Linked DNA regions of Sus scrofa: region 2 is linked to region 1. Evidence: chromatin contacts called from public HiChIP or PLAC-seq data. All regions are on one chromosome and are shown on one strand. The core of a region is the stretch at or near the end of the contact, and the rest is flanking DNA. Distances in the headings are between cores, read along the strand shown.

Evidence for each region. HiChIP or PLAC-seq counts read pairs in DNA pulled down with a chosen protein or histone mark.
Region 2: a contact with region 1 is called in an H3K27ac HiChIP or PLAC-seq map of alveolar macrophages. The contact joins two enhancer-like sites. A contact is called at or near these places in 3 of 47 Hi-C or Micro-C datasets (embryonic fibroblasts, epiblast stem cells and psoas muscle) and 1 of 2 datasets of contacts at active chromatin or transcription factors (alveolar macrophages).

What each region holds. Positions count from the first base shown.
Region 1 is chr7:20,055,768-20,062,401 of Sscrofa11.1, reverse strand. The region is part of intron 2 of CARMIL1 (F-actin-uncapping protein LRRC16A); the gene reads right to left. Among named protein-coding and RNA genes, the nearest start is that of CARMIL1, 23 kb to the right of the region's middle. Within about 2 kb of position 2,846, at least 20 of the 83 cell types and tissues checked have an H3K27ac peak or open chromatin away from gene starts, as enhancers often do. A contact at or near this core is called in alveolar macrophages, where this site is marked.
Region 2 is chr7:20,228,719-20,235,352 of Sscrofa11.1, reverse strand. CARMIL1 (F-actin-uncapping protein LRRC16A) reads right to left here. Exons shown (of 37, transcript XM_013977486.2): 14 at 4,999-5,076; 15 at 4,772-4,848; 16 at 3,402-3,506. Among named protein-coding and RNA genes, the nearest start is that of SCGN, 160 kb to the left of the region's middle. Within about 2 kb of position 4,257, at least 3 of the 83 cell types and tissues checked have an H3K27ac peak or open chromatin away from gene starts, as enhancers often do. A contact at or near this core is called in alveolar macrophages, where this site is marked.

The DNA.
Region 1 (6,634 bases), core at 1,597-4,096:
GGAATTCAAAGCAGCAAGCCCACTAGAGGCCATCCGGTCCAGACTTCCCAACTGGATTTTAACCTCAAGGTGAGAAAGCGGATCCAATCCTAAAAATATCAAGCCAATCCATATAGGCAGTGTGGGACTCCATGAGGCCCAACAACGGCTCTGTCCTGGCCAAACTAACAAAAGTTTTCAGTCCTTGATAGTAACATTGCAATACTGAACATGCTCTAACAGAAATGATTGGACACATGAGGAGTGAAAATTCTGAATCCCAAATCTCTGCTCAAGGGATGGATTTCCTCATTTGAATGTCTTTTGGGAACCCCCCCCCCCCAGTTATGGAGTCAAGCAATCCAAACTTGCACTTGTCCACTTCCAAGGAACTCCATCTCTGCCCCCCAACACAAATCAGCAGATTCTATCATTGGACAGCCCGGGCTGCTGGGGAGAGTTTTCTGAGTTTCAAGATGATCCTCAGTCCCTGGTAGCTTTTATCCTCTGACTCCAGTTCAGGACCATGGACAATAAATCTAGGTCCTCTTCTGCATGACAGCCCCTCCCACTCACGCTGGGGAGAAGACAGCCTCATAATATAAACTGCACACAACCAGTGAGATGATTAATGTAGTTCAGGAACCTTACCCTACCCCATTTCTAAAAAGTTTTTTTTTTTTTTTAAGCACTGTTCTGAAATTACCCTAAACACGTACAGTAAGCAGACTGATACCTGATCTGACTTCTATTTCTCAGATCAGACCCAAAGAAGGAGATGCAAAAAAAAAAAAAAAAAAGAAAAGAAAAGAAAAAATCTCTTTGACTTCAACTCAATCACTTCCCAAGGCACTGCCTTCTTCCTGCCAAACACAGGTCCTTGACACGCAGGTGGTATGCAATGATTATTTAGTAAATGAAACATGTCCGTGATCTTCCCAAAAGTAGGATGGATGGATGTCATCTCCTTGACAGGTTTTTTTCTCCCACTTGGCTAATCTGTAAGTGTCAGAAGCAGATATGACAACCGTCCCAAGGGATGTGCAAATTATAGTATATAGGCCCTTTGTGTTAAAGACTGAGATAAATAAGTTGTCAGCTTTTCTCTGAGTTTCCTGGAATACTAGTGCCCTATGAGATATTAATGGGTGCTTCATGAAATGTACACTGTATATTAAGCAAGGATGCTAAACATTCTAAGAATAGAGGTGAAACCTGTTTAGGTTTGGGGAACACAAGGCCAAAGTCCTTAGCAGGAGCACTTTGCTCCCGGAGCATCTTATTCTTGTCTTGGGAATATGATCCATTCCCCAGTTTAGGAAACAGGGCTTGGAGCTACGCAAGATTTCTTCCGGTTTACACGCGAAAAAGGGTTGCTAGTGGAAGCATCAGGAAATGAGATGCTTTCCAAGCTTTTCCAACAACTGTAGGTGAACTTTCAAGTGACAATTTTACTTGTTTAAAAATAATAAAGTAAAATCACGCACTATAACTTTATCATACAAAATCAAAGTATCTTCTCCAAAAGCTTCAGGAAAAAAAAAAAAAAAAAAAGTCCTTTCATTGAATCGGCAAAAACAACTCTTTTAACAATGGAAGAAGGACAATCTTTCCAGGCAAAGGAGGAGCCAGTAATCAGCAAAAGTTGAAAGTACATTCAATTTCTCTCCCATGTGAATGATAAAACTAAGCCTTAAAAACAGGAAATAAATCACTCTCTGACACGACAGGCAGAAAGGGAAACAAGACAAGTGACTCATTCGTGCAAAGGTTCATATTCCTGAGACCATGGCACAAACACTGCTCGGTCCCACCACGGGGAGATGGGACCAACCTTTCTTTTGAAGCATCCTGCAACCTCCTGGGCTAGGAACTGGGTGTAATGGGGAGCAGAGCTCAAGTGAGAAGTCAGAGCGTACTGAATGGCTTTTCTGACTGCCCCGATCATTCTGACAGAAGCAGAGTCAGCTGGCCATTCTCCCCACCTCGCTGCATTACTTATTGATCCCTGCATCCGGCACAAAGCTAAATTAAAGATGCACTACATGAGACCAGGCTGATGAGTAAAGAGACTTACCAGGGCCCTGAGAAAACCAGCTTAGGCTTAAGATTTATGCTCTAGACCTGGGTCCCACACTATGCAACTCTTCTGTGCCTACCATGAAAAGATCACTATTAGAGGTAAGGGGCTTGATACGAAAGCACAATAAGGAAATAGTCCTGGGCTCTTGAGTAGCTGACAAGGATTCTAACTGGAGAATAAGAGAATCCCGATTATGTTCTTGGTCAGGCCCCAAATCCTTTAAGATGGACTTGAAAACAAGCGCTGGCCCACATTCCCACGATCTATACCCTAAAGAGACTCGAAAAACCTTCCGAGGGACAGTATGCAATAGTCTGCATCTCTACTCACTCCCCTCTCAGGGGATTTGTGTGAAAAGAATCCCGTGCATTTGCTGCATGAAAGCACCTGCATTCTTTCCAGGTTTGAATGGGAAAGAGAGGGAGGAAGGCATGAGTGGAGGGATGAGGGCAACACCAACAGACTGGACAGGGCTGAGGCCAATGGTTCAAACCGGCAAGAAATTTCTGTGGGCCCACTGAATGTTTCGAAAATGATTCACAAGGCTGATTTCAACACTGCCTGTGTTTCCATGTTTTTGGTTGTTTTGTTTTTTCCCAAGGCTCTCACTCTTAGCACCTCCCTCAAAAGAGATGTCCTGAGATGCCTTAACAGGAAATGCCAATAGAAGATGTTACTGAAGTCGAAGCACCAGGTCCTTGGCCTGACTACTGTGAGTTGGCCTCCTTGGTCCAATCTAAGGAAGTGAAACAAGCCAGGCCTGCGGGTTTTCTAAATGCTGCTCTACTAGGGAGGTTTCTTTGGGGCAAGTCAGTGTAACATGCTGATCCCAACCGCTTCCACCTCCCCTTCTTTCCTGCAATGTGAACTTCAATTGCCTTTTGGGATCCCAGATGGAACGTGTGTTGAAATAAAGAGGCGGAGCTACACAGATCCTTTTGAGGCACAGCCAGGCTGAGGGTCTCCGCTCCAAGGAAGCGGCGAACCATGAAGCCTGTCTGCAGACCACCTGGTCCCCTAATACAAGTACGTAGTTGTTGGGCTCACCCAGGTGGCAGAGACTAGATATGCATTGAAGCTGCCATAGTGAGTGATGGTCTACCGTAAGGAGACCTGGAGAAGCAGGCATGGCTGGAAACCCTATCAGCAGCTGCCCAGCTAGGTCATGTAGACAACTGAAAAATACTGACCCAAGATAGGTTAGATAGATGGATTCACTCCACTCAACTTCCAAACCACCCTTCGAAAGCAGTCAGCCATCTACGGCTCCGTCACTCTTCCTGCTTCTGCTTCTCTTGCCCTAACTGGCTTATGAATGCCCTTTTCATGCTCCAGGGCTTCTGCCTGTACAAGGGCTTATACCGCCTCATGCCTTCTGCTTTCTCCTGCTATGGTGTCTCTCTCCATGTCTCAGACTCTCCAGAGGAAGAATCTTTGCAACATACAGATCAGCCCATTGGGCAGAGCTGTGAGGTCCAGGCTACAGAGGCGCACCTTGGGTTCAAGTCAGCTGTGGCCAAGGTGTGGGGTTTCTGGTCCCACTCTCGGGGATGCTGAGGAAAGGAAACCCCCAAAGGAAGCTGTGGATGTGCCAGGCTCTCAGGGAGGACCCATCTGACCAGCAGACCCCTGACCTGCCTAGTACAAGACATTTTCTTAAGCAGATTTGAAGTTCTGTATACAGTGGATTATGATAACTTCTCAGTAAAGCTTATTCTATAGGTATTTAGTTGGGGCTTACTTCAGAGGCTGACCCAGTGTTTCTCATATTTCAGTGGGCATCCAGTTGCCCAAAGGGCTTATTAAAACAAACTGCTGCACCCCTCTCCCTGGGTCTTCATCTCAGTGGCTCTGGAAGGGACTCCTCTGAATGTGCATTCTTAACAAGTTGCCAGGTGATGCTAAAGTTACCATTCTCCGGATGGCACATGGAGAACCACTGGCCAAATCAATGGTTTTAAGATCAGAGATCTTGAGACAAACTTCTGCTTGGTGGCATCTGTTATTTTTGTTACATATAGATATAGGGAGCTAAATACTTCAAAAAAAAGACTTTCAAAGTGCGTGTGATTTTTAATTAGCCATAGCTATATTACAGGACTTTAAATATTCAGACTTAGATATAACTTGATAAGCTAAGTATGATGAGGTAGGCATTTGTTCTCTGACATTTGGGGACCCACTGACCTAAACCACTGGTTCTCAACCGGGGGTGGTGAAGGGGGGCAATTCTGCCACCCAGAGAATATCTGACACTGTCTGGAGACATCTGTATTTGTCATGACCAGGAGAAGGCAGTAGCCCTCCCAGGATCCAGCAGGTAGAGACAAGGATGCTACTAAGCCTCCTATAACACACAAGCCGCCCCTCAAGAAAGACTTTTTGCAGAGTTCCTGTTGTGGCTCAGTGGTTAACAAGCCTGACTAGCAACCATGAGAACTTGGGTTCGATCCCTGGCCTTGCTAAGTGGGTTAAGGATCCGGCATTGCTGTGAGCTGTGGTGTAGGTCGGTGGCTACAGCTCCAATTCAACCCCTAGCCTGGGAACCTCCATACGCCACAGTGTCAGCCCTAAAAAGACAAAAAAAAAAAAAAAAAAAAAAAAAGACTTTTTGCGTCCAAATGTCAGTGCTGAGCCTGAGGAACCTTGAGCAAAATGTTATCTGGAAGGGGGGAACGCAGGGTGGCCTGGAGATTCAGAATCCAGCACACCCAGGAGTCCTCAAGTGCAGAAAAGCAGAACAACACTGAGCTCAGGAACCCAAATAAGCCCCTCCCCCTGCCACCAAACAAGAGCCAGCATAACCAAACCCCAAGAGGAAGCAATCTGAGTGGGACACCAAGAAGAGGCAGCAGAGCCCAGAGAAGGCCCATGGGGATGAACAGGGGCCAACTACTGACTTCTGGCTTTTTAAAGTCAAAGAGGGGATTGAGAATATTTCTGAACACATCTGGACCTGCAGTGCAAAGGACACTACCACGGTACCCAGAGAAAATGTGCACTCCTGTCTTCAGAGATATGTAAGGCAACAATGTATATACATAGCCACCTTTTTTTTTTTTTTTTTTTGGTCTTTTTGCCTTTTCTAGGGCCGCTCCTATGGCATACGGAGGTTCCCAGGCTAGGGGTCCATTCGGAGCTGTAGCCACCGGCCTATGCCAGAGCCACAGCAATTTGGGATCCGAGCCACGTCTTCGACCCACACCGCAGCTCACAGCAACGCCGGATCCTTAACCCACTGAACAAGGCCAGGAATCAAACCCGCAACTTCATGGTTCCTAGTCAGATTTGTTAACTGGGAACTCCACCACTTTTTTTTTTTTTTTTTTTTTGAGTATATATCCAGAAATGGAATGCTGGGTCAGCTGGTAATTGCTTAATTTTTTTCAGGAATTACCATGTGATTTTTTTTTTCATTTTATTAAAGTATAGTTGATTTACAATGTTTCAGCAAGTTCTGTTGTACAACAAAGTGACCCAATCGCAGACATTTCCCTATGCTGTACAGTAGGATCCCATTGCCCATCCATTCCAAATATAACAGTTTCCCAAAACCCCCCAAATGCCCAACCATGCCACTCCCTGCCCTTCCCCCACAACCCTGGGAACCCCAGGTCTGCTCTTCTTGGCCATGGTCTGTTTCCGTTTATTATTTTTATTATTTTTATTTTTTTTTATTATTTTTAGATAGGATCATCCATTCCATATTTTAGATTCCACAAATAAGTGATATCATATGGTATTTGTCTCGTCATACTATTTTCAAAGTAATTGCATCATTTTACATTCCTACTAGCAACATACAAGTGTTCTAATTGTTCCCTGTTTTTTTACCAACACTTGTTTTGTGTTTTGTTTGTTCTGGCCACACCCGTGGCACATGCAAATCCCTGGGCTAAGGATCGAACCTGCACCACAGCTGCCACCCAAGCCACTGCAGTGACAATGCCAGATCCACTGCACCACTGGTTATAACCACTTTCTTAATCATGTATGGAGGTGAAACTCCATAACCACTTCCTTAAAGACTTTTTTCAAAATCCACACACCCTCTTCAAGAGCAGCAGAATGAAGGAATTCCTGCTGTGGCTTAGCAGCAACCAACCCGACTAGTGTCCATGAGGATGCAGGTTCGATCCCTGGCCTCACTCAGTGGGTTGGGGATCTGGCATCATTGTGAGCTGCGGTATAGTTTGCAGACTCAGCTCAGATCTGGCGTTGCTGTGGCATAGGCTGGCAGCTGCAGCTCTGATTAGACCCCTAGCCTGAGAATCTCCATATGCTACAGGTGCTGCCCTAAAAAGCAAATAAAAACAAAAAATCAGCGGAGTGAAAAAAATCCTAAAGCCATTTGTAGAGACAGCCAATACTGGTTTAAAAGCTCTAAACAGAGAAATCAAAACAGGTGTCACACAGGGCCAGAAAAAAACGCAAAATAGAAGTACTTCTTTTGGAATATTTATATAAAATATACCCAAGTAACCTCTGACTATGGACACAGAACAGTGCACCACCCCTCACGACAATAACCAGAGCCAAAACTTCTTGATGACCTACTGTATGCCGGACATT
Region 2 (6,634 bases), core at 3,008-5,507, 170 kb before region 1:
GAGACTGCCTCCACTAAAGAGAAGTACCTGGTCCAAAGCCATCTCCACTTCTGGGGGCAGCCCGTACCCCTTGCCCAAGATCCCCTCTGCTTTCAAAGGCAGCCTGTATCAAGGACTCATCACCACAGGGGGAATAAAGGCTCCGCCTCCTGGCCCCAGCTCAGGACAGCTCTGGGAAGGACCATTCCAACAGCAAAGCTCCCTCTGGGTCGGCTAAGGCCTTCGCTGGGATGGTCCCCCATTCAACTTTCCCTCTGCCCCAACCTGCTTTCTCCACTGCCTCTCCCTCCCCATTTCCCGCTAAAGAGCCTGCATGCCCGTCTCCACCTGTAACCCTGCCTTCCAGAAAACCCCACCTGCCACAATGAGCTGGGACAAATTACTTAGCTTCTCTGAGCTTCAATCTCCTCAGCTGTAAAACAGGGATAATGACACCTTCCTAGCGCTGTTGTCGACACTGCAGGTGACCTGTGTTCTGTAAGCACCCAGTTCTGCGTCTAACTTGGGGAGCTGCTCAGCAGTGTTTCCTTCCATCCTCACTGGTAAACCCAAGCCCTTTTGTTAGATCTTTTCAAACTATAGTATCACGTTAAATGTACATACAGGATTTTGTTTACAGATGCTTCAGCCTCGAAGCCTTCTTCCTCTCATTTTTTTTCTTTTTTTTTTTTTTTTTTTCTGAGTAAAACACAGACCTCAAGAGACTGCAGGCAGACCTCATCTCACTGCCCTTCACAGATATCTGTGTTTTTTTGCAAATTGAGGTTTGGTGGCAACTCTGGGTCAAGCAAGGCTATTGGTGCCATTTTTCCCAAAAGCATTTGCTCACTTCATGTCTCTGTGTCACAGTTTGATCATTCTTACAGTATTTCAAACCCACCACCAGCATAAGGTTACTGAAGGCTTCTGAAGGCTCAGATGGTGGTTTTCATTTTGTAGCAACAAAGTGTTTTTTATTTAAGATATATACATTTTTGGACATAATACTATAGTACACCTAATAAACTACAGCATAGGGTAAGCATAATTGTTATATGTACCAGGAAACCAAAAAATTCAGGTGACTGGCTTTATTGTGATATTCTCTTTATTGCTACGGTCCAGAACCAAACCTGTAGTATCTCTGAGGTCTGCCTATACTGATTTATTATTAAACATTCACATAAATAACAACAGGTCACAAGATTTAACATTGACAAAATAACTTTTTTTTTTCTTTTTATGGCTGCACCTGTGGCATATGGAAGTTCCTGAGCTAGGAGTCGAATTGGAGCTGTAGCTCCAGATCCAAGTTGCATCTGTGACCTAGGCTGCAGCTTGTGGCAACGCTGGATACTTAACACACTGAGTGAGGTCAGGTATCGAACCCGCATCCTCACAGATACTATGTTGGGTTCTTAATCTGCTGAGCCACATGGAAACTGTGACCAAATAACTTTTAAGTATAAATATTTACAAGTCTATATCTATAATAAAGTACAGTAAATTCAGCGTTGTTGTAGTAAGGATTATTCTATAAAATCAATAGCACAAATCAATGAAGAACTACTCTCTGTTTTATAGGAATCAATACCATTTGAAAGAATTAGAACAGTCTGTACCTATCACTAAAACTACTTTAAATATGCTAATCTCCTGCTGATATGCTATATAAATTCAAATAGTTTTGTCTTCTACCCAGTGTCCTCCTGGTATCTAGTCCATTGTAACTGCTCAATAAATATCAGTTGAATGAATGAGTGAGGTTAAATTATAATGTAGGATCCCCTTTAGAATATTGATTCTGATAGATTTATTAAGATCCATATAAATATCCGAATCATGATGTTTTTACTATTTGCAGCTGTTATATTTAGAGATCTCTAACATATAGATTCATTTTCTTTTCTTTTTTTTTTTTTAAAGGGCTGTTAGGGAGTTCGCTTCATGGCTCAGCAGTTAGTGAACCTGATTAGGATCCATGAGGATGCAGGTTCGATCCCTGGCCTCACTCAGTGGGTTAAGGATCCAGTGTTGCTATGAGCTGTGGTGTAGGTTTGTAGACACAGCTCAGATGCTGCATTGCTGTGGCTGTGGTGTAGGCCAGTAGTTGCAGCTGTAGCTCTGATCTGACCCCCTAGCCTGGAAACTTCCATATGCTACAGATGTGGCCCTAAAAAGCAAAAAAAAAAAAAAAAAAAAAGCCCTGCTATAATCTCAGGAATTTTTTATTATTAAGCACTTAACTGGATCTTAACAATGTTCTTAAAGGCATCCATTGTTTTAGTTATAATGTACTTTGCAAAATACTGCAATCAAGAATTTCACACCTCTCAGAAAGAAAAAAGAAAAGCCAATTTACAAATTAGACAATTTTCTAGTAAAACGAATAGCAGGCATAGATTTTAACATTTCATACAAATTATGCGGGAAAAATTAAATGCTGATTTACATGTCAGCTGTGTAAAGGAGGAATCTGTGTGTACATTTCAACAAATCTGACAATGTAGATAGTCATAACTACTTGTCAATATGGTCTTTTGACTCAAAGAGACTTTGATTCCATAGCCCTTTTGGTTATTTCTGGCAATCGTGAACAGAAATTCAAGGATAATACATTATTCCAAAAAATTCAACTTTACCACTACCCTTACACTGGGGATATTAACCCATAACCTAGATTGGCTGCCAAGTAAGAATACTAAACAGATAGAGATCTAGGGAATTCAGAAACCAAAGCACCTAAAAATTGGTTCTGTTGCACATGGATGTGCAGAGTTTGATTATTACTGTTAGTGGAAATATTTTAAAACACACACACAAGGATATACTGAAAATGGACTGAACAGAGGTGAATATGAAAGCAATGTACCCGGAAGCACAACTTTTCTAGATCAGTGACTACTGCCAAGGTCACAAACCAAAGGAGGATTTTTTTTTTTTTTTTCATGGAAGATGCAATAATATCAAGAGTGCACAGTGTACTCAAAAAGAATCTGATTTCGGGAGTTCCCGTCTTGGCGCAATGAAAACAAATCCAACTAGGAACCATGAGGTTGCGGGTTCAGTCCCTGGCCTCGCTCAGTGGGTTAAGGATCCGGTGCTGCCATGAGCTGTGGTGTAGGTTGCAGACACCGCTCGGATCCTGCGTTGCTGTGGCTGTGGCCAGTAGCTGTAGTTCCGATTTGACGCCCTAGCCTGGGAAACTCCATATGCCCTGGGTGTGGCACTCAAAAGCAAATAAATAAATAACAGCTTTAAAAAAAAAAAGAATTTGATTTCCTTTGTGACCCAAAGTAAAAAGGCATTTTCATCTTCCTTGTCTGTCTTAGGATTGTATGTCTTTTTCCCCCTCCCTCGAGCACATTCATAATAACAAATTGAACTTTAAAAGCTCTAGAGAAAATGAATTAACCACTCACTTTAAGGGCTCAGGAGACAGTTTTGTGCCTGAAAGGTTGATTTGCATCAGAGCCAGAGAACTGCTGAAAAACTGCTTGAAAGATGGGGGGACTTCTTTTCCTTTCCTGAAAAATAAAACATGCGAGTCACATTGGCAGTTAAACTCAGCTCAGCACCACACTTCCAAACTAGCAAAGTTACTCACTGGTAATTCAGATATTGTGAAATACCCCATGAATGGATTGTAGCTTCAGTAGAAATTTAAAGGTTAAAAAGAAACAAAATGTCTGATCATTACAAAAATTAATTCAATGTACTCTGAAAAATGGGTAAGCGGTTAAGAAACCTCATTGTCTTTAAATCATTTGATCCCTATTCTTTGCAGTCAAGAAATTCATTGTGTTCTATCCTAGATCTTAGAAAACTCAGCTTCTCTCACCATTTTATCGCCTTCACTTTACACTCTCTGATCTTATCCTATTGAGGTATTTGTGGCGTATGTTCATTATGGTGAAGATTTACGTCTCTGTTGACGTAAAAGACCAAGAGTACGTTCAAATACAGAATAACTCATTTGAGGCATAATTGTAGAATAAAGCATGCCGAGTTCTGAATTTTCCAAGAAAGTGACTGCTTTTCCTTTGAAAACGTAAAGCTTTTAAAATGCAAACCAGTTTAAAAAAAAAAAAAAAGTGATATTCCTAAGATGAAGCAATTCTCCTTGTTTTTAGAGACGCATGTAATGAGTAAAATATGACTTGTGACCTGTGGTAATGATTATGAGCATTAAGTGTTGAGTTGTATGACTATGGCCCCCGAATGCCTTACTCATATAACCCACATACTTCCACATTCTCGCGTGCTCAGTTGCTGCTGGGTGTGAATACTTGTTGCTTGTAATCTACCGCCTGCTTGTGCAATCAACTCTAAGTCAGGAAGGGACAAGTAAGGTACTTAGGCTGACCTTCCACTTCTGCAAATTAAAGTGTCTGCGCTTTGGAATGACTATTCTCTTTATTTCCCTGATGGCTGATACTTACCGTCAAAGTGCATTACTGAGACACACCTACAGAAGTTTCTGAAAGTTATAGTAAGTCATACAGTCTCTTTCTATATTAAGAGAGAAGGCCTGTCCACCTATGAGAAATAGTACTTTATTATCTAGTTCATATAGGCAGGCTGGAGTTATTGATGGAAGACAGACCCGGGGTGAAAAGAAGCATAAAAAACTTGAACCTTCAAGGTCTAATATTCATAGATCACGGTCTAAGACCATCTCCTTCTCTCATGCACAATGAGCACCCTTTATCACCATTTTCATCTCACTATCACTTTCCCTGAGAGAAAGACCCTCCTAGATGATAATGATAATGCAGGAATGAATCCATACCGATGAGAAAAGACTGTTCTGGAGAGATTGAGCACAGCTAAATATTGAAGGCAGCCACGAAGAAGAGCTCCACAGACCTGAGAAAGAAACGAAGCACTCTCATTTTCAAATATTTCTAGAACTAAGAGAATATTTTATTGGGGAGCAAGCCCATTCTTTCCCAGCTAAGTAGCTGTTCTGAGACACAACCCCCCACTCATAACAATGTATAAAAATACATATGTTACCATGTCCAGGGAACATTCTGTATTGGATAAATCCAGATGAGCAATGGCATTTGGCTGAGCCAAAAAACTGTACATGGACTTGAAATAAAAAACAAAAAGCAAATATATTAGGATCCAGAAACACACATGCACACACACACATGCGAGCACACCGTGCAGGTTAATTTATAGAAGAAAATTGCCCCAATTCCTCCAGGATCATTTTCTCCTCTTCCCAAGAGGACATGCAGAATTTTCTGTCATTCCATTATCTTCCCTGAGAGCAAAAATCCAAAAACTATTTTAAATTATGTGTAAGTTTAAAAAAGGCCAAATGGAGCCTTGGCTACCCAACCCCTTTTTTGTCACACATGACTTCATTTTCCTGATTAGCTCCATTTTTATTGTACAATTTTGAAACAGTGCTAATTAATTTTAACTGCTGAGATCGAAAAACCACCTGAATTACAGTCACCCTATCAAAATGCTAATCACCTTTGCAAGTATTCAAGGAGCCACTAATTTGAATTTTAACCACAAGATAGTGGTCTCAGGCTACACACTCTTCAGTTCAACAAAATAATTTTTCTACCTTTAGTTACTTCCAAAATCTAACAAGAAAGGGCCTGACAGTACTATTCATTGGCTTGTTGTTGTTGTTGCTGTTGTTGTTGTTTTAATCTCACTTATAGCTAAAACACTTGAGTTTTCAGGGGGTCACAATGCCTCAAGTACGCCCTCATCCTAGTGCAAAGCTATGAAAACAACACAATTAATACCTCTCTGTTATTCTCTAATTGCCCTGTGTGCATAGCAATGTCAGCATCCACCAATAACAAACCAAGTCCAAGTTCCTAACTAACAGTAGGCACATAGCCCAATTCTGCTTTGCTTCACTGAATGCCATAAGATACTTGCAAAAACAAACAAGCTTACGCTAAGAAGTTCTAGTCCTTGGCAAAGACTCTTAGGAGTAGCGACTTGGCTACAGGTACTTGAGAAAATGCCTCTATAGCAAGGAATTCAAAAGAGCAAGAGATTGGCCTATAAATATTTTTAGAATAACCAGATACACAGGACGTACTGTATTATGAAAAAGTTCTGATTCAGAAAAAAATTTGGCTCTACTTAAGATCTGAGCCCGTCTTTGCCTGGCAATGCGATTTTACTCCCAGCTACCGGCTGGGGGAGCTCTAATCAACCTCAAGTGGTGACAAGACCCTACTTGGCCAACTCTTCCCTAGCAGGCCCTACAAGGCTGCTCTCCCAGAATGGCTTGCTGAATGGCTCCCAGAACCTCAGCCTGTGCAGGGCTGGAAGCCCTCTCTCACCCAGGCCTCATCATTCCACTCCTCCTTCCCCAGAGGCCAGCTGGGACAAGACCAGCTACTGTGCTGTCTTGGGTGACTATTAATGCCCCTATTTTAGCAGTCTTATTAAATTTCGAGCTCGTTCGTCTTTTATCCTTCTCTCTATTCTGCTAGTTTGTCACTGTAATGTCTTGTTGGTTTCCCATCAGACTCCTTGTTTCATCTTTGGAAGGGGATTTATGAATCATCAATGAAAGTGACAACTAAAATTGGACAAAACACTGCAAAAGCCATGGTACACCAGGAAGTATTATGTAATTGAGTGCGAGCATAAGGGAGAGAAAAAT